3 separate regions of the Mus musculus genome follow, and all the other regions are linked to region 3. A link is a contact called in public HiChIP or PLAC-seq data. All regions are on one chromosome and are shown on one strand. The core of a region is the stretch at or near the end of the contact, and the rest is flanking DNA. Distances in the headings are between cores, read along the strand shown.

Region 1 (2,762 bases), core at 105-2,604, 170 kb after region 3:
AACACCATGACTAAAAACAACTGGGGAAGATAGAGTCTGTGTCATTGTCTAACTCCTGTATCAGGATGCATCACAGGCAAGTCAGGGCAGGAACTCAGGCAGCTACCAGGAGGCAGGACCTGAGGTAGGGACTGTGAAGGGATGCTGCTTACTGGTGTGTTCAGCTGCTTTTATACACAGCCACTTGTCCAGGGATGGGTGGGCTGGGCCATCCCATTATAATAAATAATCAAGAAAATGATCCACAGATATGCCCAACATAAATTCTTTAATTGAAATTTCTTTCCAGGTATGTTAGGTTTCTGTCAAACTGAAAAAAAATTAACCAACACAAATTGACCATTGTCAACTTGACACACAAATACATCACTATTAAACCATAATCTTTTCTTTCTTGTCTATCTCCAAGATCTCATGTTAGTATCACAAGTAAAACATACAATAACTTTACCCCCCCCCATTGTTTGAAAATTTACAACATTTTAGAAGTTCAAATTCTCTTTAAAAATACAGTCTCTTAACGATGGGCTCCTGTAAATTCCAAGATATGTCACATGATTTCCGGAGTGAAGTGTTAGAGCACAGTTCCAATCAAATCAACATACAACCAACATTATCTATCCTACCAGTCAAGCCTGGAGCTCCATTTCCAGCATCTGGGACACTCATGAACTTCTATGTTCTGAAGAGCTTTGGCAATTCCACTTCTTTGGCTCTGGCATATGAAGTACAAACAGCTTGTTTGGTGGGCTTGGTTTCACTCCACACCTGCTGCTGTGCACAGAGGTTGTCTCAAGTTGGTTCAGACATCTACAATGATGAGCCAGCATCTTCAAAAATGGACTGGTCTGGCCTCTTCAGGGACTTTGACATTGTCACATGGTGCCAAGCCTCAGCTTCTCTCAATGATCCTCCAGTCTTGGGTTTCTATTGCAGCTGAGACTACATCTCCAACAATGGTCTCTCTTTAGAGACTTCCAATGCATTATACAGCAAAGGTTGTTATTTCACACTTGACCACTGGGGGGAAGTATGGCATTTCAAACATAGCGCACAGAGCAAGCAGTCAGGCCATTTCAGTATGCCTGTGACTCAGACACACTTTCTTTTGATTTAAATGTGCTCAGATCCACCCTGTGTTTGTGAAAGGAAATGGAGGACTATAATTACGTAAGAAGAATAGATAAAACGGAAAAAGAAAAGCACTTCCATTTCTAAGAATCACGATAGAGAATTAAAGACGAAAAGTAAGAAAAATGGCACGAATACCAAATGTTTTTCTGTGTGTCCTTAGTAATAGAGGTGAAAGATGTGCACAAGCTAGAACTTTGCTAATGCCGAGGAGAGCTCACAGGAAGTGTGGGTTAGAGCCTCAGAGCCTCACACAAACGTGGTGGGGCTGCTCTCCATATTTCCTTCCACATGGGAGGACCAGAAGATAAGAAAAAGACTGACAGAATATAATTTTCCTCAGGTAGGATGATCCCCAAGACAGAGAAGTGAACACTAGAGAGAAAGAATTTGAGTATAAACACTGCCTGAAATAAATGGTGGCTGAGGAGATAAACTGCTCTAGGAAGACACTGGAATGGTCAGACCCTGCAGGGGTAATGAGCTGAAACTATAGGGGTGTCAGTGAACACCAGTTACCAGAGCGTAGTAGCATTGGTAACAGTTTCCAAATATTGACTAAATGCTAAAATGAGCTACAACAGTGGCAATATAAAAGGGCATCAGGTGGTTTCATCTCAAGGAGTCAGTGTTTAGAGAACTATAGTTTTGTGATATGATTATAAGGTAGAAAGGATTGAGAAAGAAACATACATCTTTAAGCATTCAACTCAATGTTGGTTTGCTATGTTTCTGTCAAATATCTATTGGTTATAGACTAAATACTTCATGAGCTTTCCACCCACAGTTACATTGTACACTAAGGGAAGGGACCTCACAGGGAAGAGCTGCCTGGCCAAATGCAGCTCATCCCTTTTCTTTCAGTTCTGAGGAAATGTATTCCAAATGAAGCCTCAATGCAAAACATATTGCTGTCATGAGGGCATAATTAAATTGTACTTAAAATGCTTGAAACTCTAGGTAGAAACATTTCCTTAAAATTCATATTTTAGATGTTCAACATCCTTAATCATCGGGGAAATGCAAGTCAAAACAACCCTGAGATTCTACCTCACACCAGTCAGAATGGCTAAGATAAAAAATCCAGGTGATAGCAGACGATGGGGAGGATGTGGAGAAAGAGGAACACTCTGCCATTGCTGGTGGGATTGCAAGCTGGTACAACCACTCTGGAAATCACTTTGGCGGTTCCTCAGAAAACTGGACAAAGTACTACCAGAAGATCCAGCAATACCACTCCTGGGCATATACCCAGAAAATGTTCCAACTTGTAAAAAGGACACATGTTCCACTATGTTCATAGCAGCCTTATTTATAATAGCCAGAAGCTGAAAAAAACCTAGATGTCCCTCAACAGAGGAATGGATACAGAAAATGTGGTACATTTACACAATGGAGTACTGCTCAGCTATTAAAAATAATGAATTTATGAAATTCTTAGGCAAATGGATGGATCTGGAGGATATCATCCTGAGTGAGGTAACCCAATCACAAAAGAACACACATGACATGCACTCAGTGATAAGCAGATATTAGCCCAGAAACTTAGAATACCCAAGATACAATTTGCAAAACACATAAAACTCAAGAAGAAAGAAGGCCAAAGTGTGGATACTTTGTTCCTTCTTAGA
Region 2 (2,741 bases), core at 146-2,645, 200 kb before region 3:
TCTGCTAATACACAACCAGGTACAGTGAGTGGCACATGCTTGGGAGGTAGATGCAGGAAAAGGAGAGGTGCAAGGTAGTCCTGGGCTACATAAAGAGGTCAAGGCTAGCCTAGCATACATGAGATTCTGTCAGAAAAAAAACAAACAAACAAACAAACAAAAAAAAAACAGAAAACAATTATTTTAAGACTAGGTGTGGGGGCTGGAGAGATGGCTCAGCAGTGTCTGTCCTTCCAGGGGACCTGAGTTCAGTTTCTAGCAACCACATGGTAGCTCACAACCATCTCCAATAGGATCTGATGCCCTCTTCTGGCATGCAGGTGTACATGCAGATAGAGCACTCAAAATAAATAAATCTGGGTTTTTTGTTTGTTTGTTTGTTTGTTTGTTTGTTTGTTTTTTGAGACGGGGTTTCTCTGTCTAGCCCTGGCTATCCTGAAACTCACTCTGTAGACCAGGCTGGCCTCGAACTCAGAAATCCACCTGCCTCTGCCTCCCAAGTACTAAAGGCGTGCACTGTCCAGCAAATAAATAAATCTCAAAAAAAAAAAAAAAAAAAGACTGGGTGTGGTATTGTACTCCTTTAATCCCAGCATTTGGGAGTCAAAGACAGGCAGATCTCTATGAGTTCAAGGCCAGTCTAGTCTATGTAGAGATCAAGGATAGCCAGGGCTATATAGGGAGACCTCATCTCAAAAAAAAAAAAAAAAAGCCTACAATTATTTTAAAATTATGTGTATGATGTCTGTGTGCCATGGCACATATGAAAGTCCTAGGACAACTATCAAAAATCACTCTTTTGCTCCACTGTGGGATCCAGGGACTGAACCATCAGGTGTATGTAGCAAGAAATTTTACCATCTCTCAGGCTTCAAACCAAATTTTTGTTAATACAAATAATGTTGCAATAAATGTCTTTGTATATTAATCTACCTCTAAATTTTTGTTGACTCCTATGTTAGTTACTTTCCTGGTTGCTGAACAAATTACCTAGTCAAAGCAACTTAAGAAAGGAAAGCTTTAGCAAAGCAGTAATGGCATGCACCTTTAATCCCAGCACTTGGGAGGCAGAGGCAAGCAGATCTTTATGAGTTTGAGGCGGGCTTCATCTACAGAATAAGTTCCAGGACAGTCAAGAAAGCGCCTATCTCAAAAAAAAGAAAGGAAGGAAGGAAGGAAGGAAGGAAGGAAGGAAGGAAGGAAGGAAGGAAGGAAGGAAGGAAAAGGAAAGGAAGGAAAAGGAAAGGAAGGAAAGAAAGAAAAGAGAAAGGGAGGGAGGGAGGGACAGACTGAAGGAAGAAGGTAGGTTTTATCTGGGCCTCCAGTCAAGAGGAAGTCCATCACAGGGCTAACATAGCAGCAGGAGCATGGGGCTACACATCACAGTGGGTGTGAAGTTAGAAAGCAGAGTTCAATGAATACCAGTGCTTATTTCAGTTCCTCTTTTTTTATTCAAAGTCCTAGATCAATTAATCTACTAGACATTTCTCTTAAGCCTGCCCAGTGGCTTGACTCCTAGGTGACCCTAAATCCTATCAGGTTGGCAACCAATTATTAACCATCAAATGCCTTTAGTACAGATTTACAGATTGTAATATGATGCTATTGAATCAAAATATTTCAAATTTGTCAAGGTTTTTAGTATTGCCAACTTATTTTTCAGAAAGCTAATGAGAGGTTTATGTTGTTCCCCTCTTGTCCTTCATGTGTTTTCTCTCTCCTCTCCTTCCTTCTCTCTCTCTCTCTCTCTGTGCACATGTGTCCACGTGTGTAGTGTGTTGCTGAGATTTGAGTCCTCACATGTAAGAAACAAGCATACTGTATACTCTTTTTTTTTTTTTTTTTTTTTGGTTTTTCAAGACAGGGTTTCTCTGTATAGCCCTGACTGTCCTGGAACTCACTTTGTAGACCAGGCTGGCCTTGAACTCAGAAATCCACCTGCCTCTGCCTCCCAAGTGCTGGGGTTAAAGGCATGCTCCACCACACCCAGCTATTGTATACTCTTATAGAAATGGAGTGTTACTGATCTTTCCTCATAACAGAAGCTAAGGGTATTTCCTTCTTGCCTTTCCCACACACTCTTGGTTCAAAGGTATAAGCAGGAAATAAGTGTGAAAGCACACCCCAGTTAATTTAAGCTCTGGATACAGTTCTATATATAATGCAAGTAAAGGGCTAGGCCTATATAAAGTCAGTAAACTGAGTATAGAATGCAATCCCTGATATCGTCTCTACTTCTATGTATTTGTGTACAAAAGCTTCTCCCAAATACACAGACTCTACATATAGTTCTTCAGCACTGCAGCAGTACAAAAGAATACCAATACAGTAATGTAGTCTTCACCTGGAGTATGGTATGTTTTAAGATCTGTCTGTCTGTCTGTCTGTCTGCCCCTCTCCTCTCTCTCTCTCTCTCTCTCTCTCTCTCTCTCTCTCTCTCTCTCTCTCTCTCTCTGTGTGTGTGTATGTGTGTATGTGTGTGTGTGTGTGTGTGTGTGAGAGAGAGAGAGAATATGTTTATGTCTGTGCAGGAGAGAGAGAGAGAATATGTTTATGTCTGTGCAGGTGTCTACAGAGCCAGAAAAGGGTGCTCAATTTCCAGAACAGGAATTACACGCAGTTCTGAGCCCTGATATAGGTGTTGGGAACTGAACCTAGGTCCTTTGCAAGAGCAACAAATACTCTTCATCTCCAAGCCATCTCTCAGCCCCTTAAGTACAGTTTATTTTTAAACAAGCTTT
Region 3 (2,745 bases), core at 180-2,679:
GGATATGGATGCCAATGACAAAGATTCTTTCCAGAAAAACTCTTTTCACAGGTGAGGTTTCTTTTCTTTTTCCTTTCCTTTTTCTCCTTCCTTCCTTCCTTCCTTCCTTCCTTCCTTCCTTCCTTCCTTCCTTTCTATAGAGATAAAACCCCAAACCCTCTAAAGTCTAGCTTGCAGTATCAAAATGGATCCCTACAAAGCCTATCTTCCTCTAAGATTCTTCCTACATGCTCTCTTTCTCTTATTTGTTATTCTTTCTATTTAGAGCAGCTTGCATTTTCTCTCCAAATTCTTTTTTGGATAATCCGTTTTATGCATCTTGTTTAGTACAAGCCACATATTTATAAATGTTACACATCTCCTCCTAGTATAGAGTTTGATAAGTACACTGACATATGAAATGTACCAAATAGTACTAAAATTTAAGAGGTGGGTGATTATTTTTAAAATGAAAGATGAATTACTTATACAATTACTCGGTGGCCGGAAAGGTCTCCAAAACCCAAAGTGAAAAAAACACTAACTTCAAAAGTCAGTCTGCAGATACTGCCAGGTAAAGCACGGCACGGACTGACCCAACTCACACAGAAGCGAGAGTCATTTACAGGGCTAAAAACCAAAAGAAAATGAATTTGTAATCAAACGCAGTAGGAGACAGTTTTAAGAATCCGCAATTACTAATTAGATAATGATTTTACTTCAAAGAAGTCATAGGTCTCTCATGACACCCTTCGGCTCTTCTCCTTCTAGTGTCCTTCCAGCGCCTTTCAGGCGTGCGTTCTCTTGTAAGCACCTGCAGCACTGAAGTCCACCCTGGCTAGCATCACTTTGCGTCGCTACAACACCCTTTCCGAATTTTGAGGCTAACTGGATCCGAAACCCGAAATTGCTAGGAAAGTGAAAGCAGAGGTCCCTTTGGCTCTGGTTGTCCTCTCGACACACCCGGGTAGCCCCGGCTTAACAGGGCTGCGCTCCGCCGCTCCCTCTACCTCAACCCCAATGTCTTCTGGATGCCCGATCAGCAGCTCCGCACTTCTGGCCCCGCGACTAGTCCCACTTCCCGGGTGTCCCACCCAGTGGGGACTGCAGGCCCCGGCGCACGTGCGCATCCTCCCATTCATTGGATCGCCGGCTGTCATTGGCATGGTGACCTCTACGCCGCGGACAGCGCGCGCGTCCCGGCCTCACCTGCGCGCGGGTGTCCGAGGCGGCACGTGTTCCGAGAGGCTCCACACAGCCAGGTCGTTCCCGCCGCGGGCTCCCGACCGCGGTCGGCCTCCAGGAGCAGCCACGCCGCCAGCACGACCAGCGCATAGCCATGGTTCAAGTCTGAAAGTCGCGGCGGGCCGTAGCTCCGCCTCTGCCCCAAGCCCAAACCCGGAGCCGGAAGCTGGGCACCGGAAGCGCGAAGCCGCACCCTGTTCCCCACCCGGTCGCCTGTCCTCTTCAACCCTCCTCGGAGCCACTGGCTCTAGTCGGGAGCCGCGTCCGCTTTTATCCAGAAATGTGCGTCCGAACTGTTGTCCTACGCGGGACAAAGCGTGCAGAAATCTGGTTCCGGTACCTGCTAACCCTGAGGCCATTGTTTTCGCAATGCCAAGCTCCGAGTGGACGTGCCAACTTCCTCTAATTAGTCTACGCTGTGGGTTATTGTGTAACAGAAGCTAAGTTGACCTTATCTCTTAGCTTTTGGACTCTATCCTGAAAGCCTTAGAGATGTATACATGCATAGTTTAGCGGTTTTGTTCATGTCTGGATATGGGAGACCAACCCTTGGATGTAATGAACTACGCAAAATTAATTTTTTTTCGTTATCTTATCTCGCCGTGTAGACCAGATTGGCTTTGTATAGACCAGATTGGGTTCAAATTGACCATCCTGCCTCAGCCTATTGCTGCTGAGATTACCGACCTGCGTCCCCATTTCCAACTCTATTTGCTAATGCATACAGTGCAGCTCAGGATGCTCAAGAAAATGTTTTTATTGTCGTTGTTTCATTTGTTCATTTTGCCTGTCGCATGTCGGATTTATTCCGAAGTTGAAACAGCATTTTTATAACACTTTCATCAAATGATTATACATGCTCGTAATAATCTTACGCCATAATCTTAGGTGGAGGCAATGAGAGGCAAGCGCTGGGGAGACTGAAGAAGTTTACTGCCTTCCCATGTTGATGTTTTTTTTCCCATTCATTCATTAATTCATTTTACATCTCGACCCCCCTCTCCTCCCAGTCTCCCTCCTAGGAAGAAATAAACCAGCTGTAATTTTCTGAATCATAATTTTTTTTCTTGTTTGCAACACACTTAAAGAGGGTTAACCCTAAAGTTGAGCTCATTATTTTCTTATTAGGTTTCTATGTTAAAAATGGAGGTTATACATGTATGAAACTTGTCAAAATAAAACGTTTGCTGTTTAGGGTTTTGACTGAGTGGTTGGGTGTTTTCCTAGCATGCACAACATCCTGGGTTCCATCCCAACACCACAAATTACTTAATGAATGAGTGAATGAAATAATCAAATAGGTAGGCTTTGCCTAGATAAGTGTAGCAATAAATACTTTCATGTTCTTTTGACAATGTTATGACCTGTGGTATATTGTTATTGGTAATCTTCCTTTGCAGGTAGGGCAACAGGAATAACCCACAGGGAGAAGGATAGCAATCCACAATTCTGCTGGGCATTTTTTAATGTAAAAATTATCCAGATTAAAACAAAAGCCCTGGCTCTTAAAAAGAAGTTGTA

Evidence for each region. HiChIP or PLAC-seq counts read pairs in DNA pulled down with a chosen protein or histone mark.
Region 1: an H3K4me3 HiChIP or PLAC-seq map of bone marrow-derived macrophages shows a contact between it and region 3, with 3 times the contacts expected there. The contact joins the enhancer-like site here to the promoter of Pdss1 in region 3. A contact is called at or near these places in 3 of 39 promoter capture datasets (hematopoietic stem and progenitor cells, neutrophils and pre-B cells), 1 of 484 Hi-C or Micro-C datasets (Th1 cells), 7 of 115 datasets of contacts at active chromatin or transcription factors (the SCID.adh cell line, acute myeloid leukemia, bone marrow-derived macrophages and 3 more) and 3 of 9 other capture datasets (adipose tissue, liver and macrophages).
Region 2: a contact with region 3 is called in an H3K4me3 HiChIP or PLAC-seq map of pro-B cells, with 2.7 times the contacts expected there. The contact joins the enhancer-like site here to the promoter of Pdss1 in region 3. A contact is called at or near these places in 20 of 39 promoter capture datasets (the 3T3-L1 cell line, 3T3-L1-derived adipocytes, the C10 cell line and 15 more), 2 of 15 datasets of contacts at CTCF or cohesin (the NIH/3T3 cell line and large pre-B cells), 7 of 484 Hi-C or Micro-C datasets (the N1E-115 cell line, bone marrow-derived macrophages, cerebral cortex and 4 more), 10 of 115 datasets of contacts at active chromatin or transcription factors (acute myeloid leukemia, bone marrow-derived macrophages, embryonic stem cells and 7 more) and 3 of 9 other capture datasets (adipose tissue, liver and pancreatic islet).

The regions. Positions count from the first base shown.
Region 1 is chr2:22,720,308-22,723,069 of GRCm38.p6, reverse strand. No RefSeq gene overlaps it. Among named protein-coding and RNA genes, the nearest start is that of Apbb1ip, 53 kb to the left of the region's middle. Within about 2 kb of position 1,354, at least 80 of the 459 cell types and tissues checked have an H3K27ac peak or open chromatin away from gene starts, as enhancers often do. A contact at or near this core is called in the SCID.adh cell line, Th1 cells, bone marrow-derived macrophages and 3 more, where this site is marked.
Region 2 is chr2:23,095,890-23,098,630 of GRCm38.p6, reverse strand. The region is part of intron 10 of Acbd5 (acyl-Coenzyme A binding domain containing 5); the gene reads right to left. Among named protein-coding and RNA genes, the nearest start is that of Acbd5, 28 kb to the right of the region's middle. Within about 2 kb of position 1,395, at least 8 of the 459 cell types and tissues checked have an H3K27ac peak or open chromatin away from gene starts, as enhancers often do. A contact at or near this core is called in pro-B cells, where this site is marked.
Region 3 is chr2:22,894,206-22,896,950 of GRCm38.p6, reverse strand. Pdss1 (prenyl (solanesyl) diphosphate synthase, subunit 1) reads right to left here and starts at 1,429. Exons shown (of 11, transcript NM_019501.3): 1 at 1,189-1,429. The coding sequence starts at 1,320.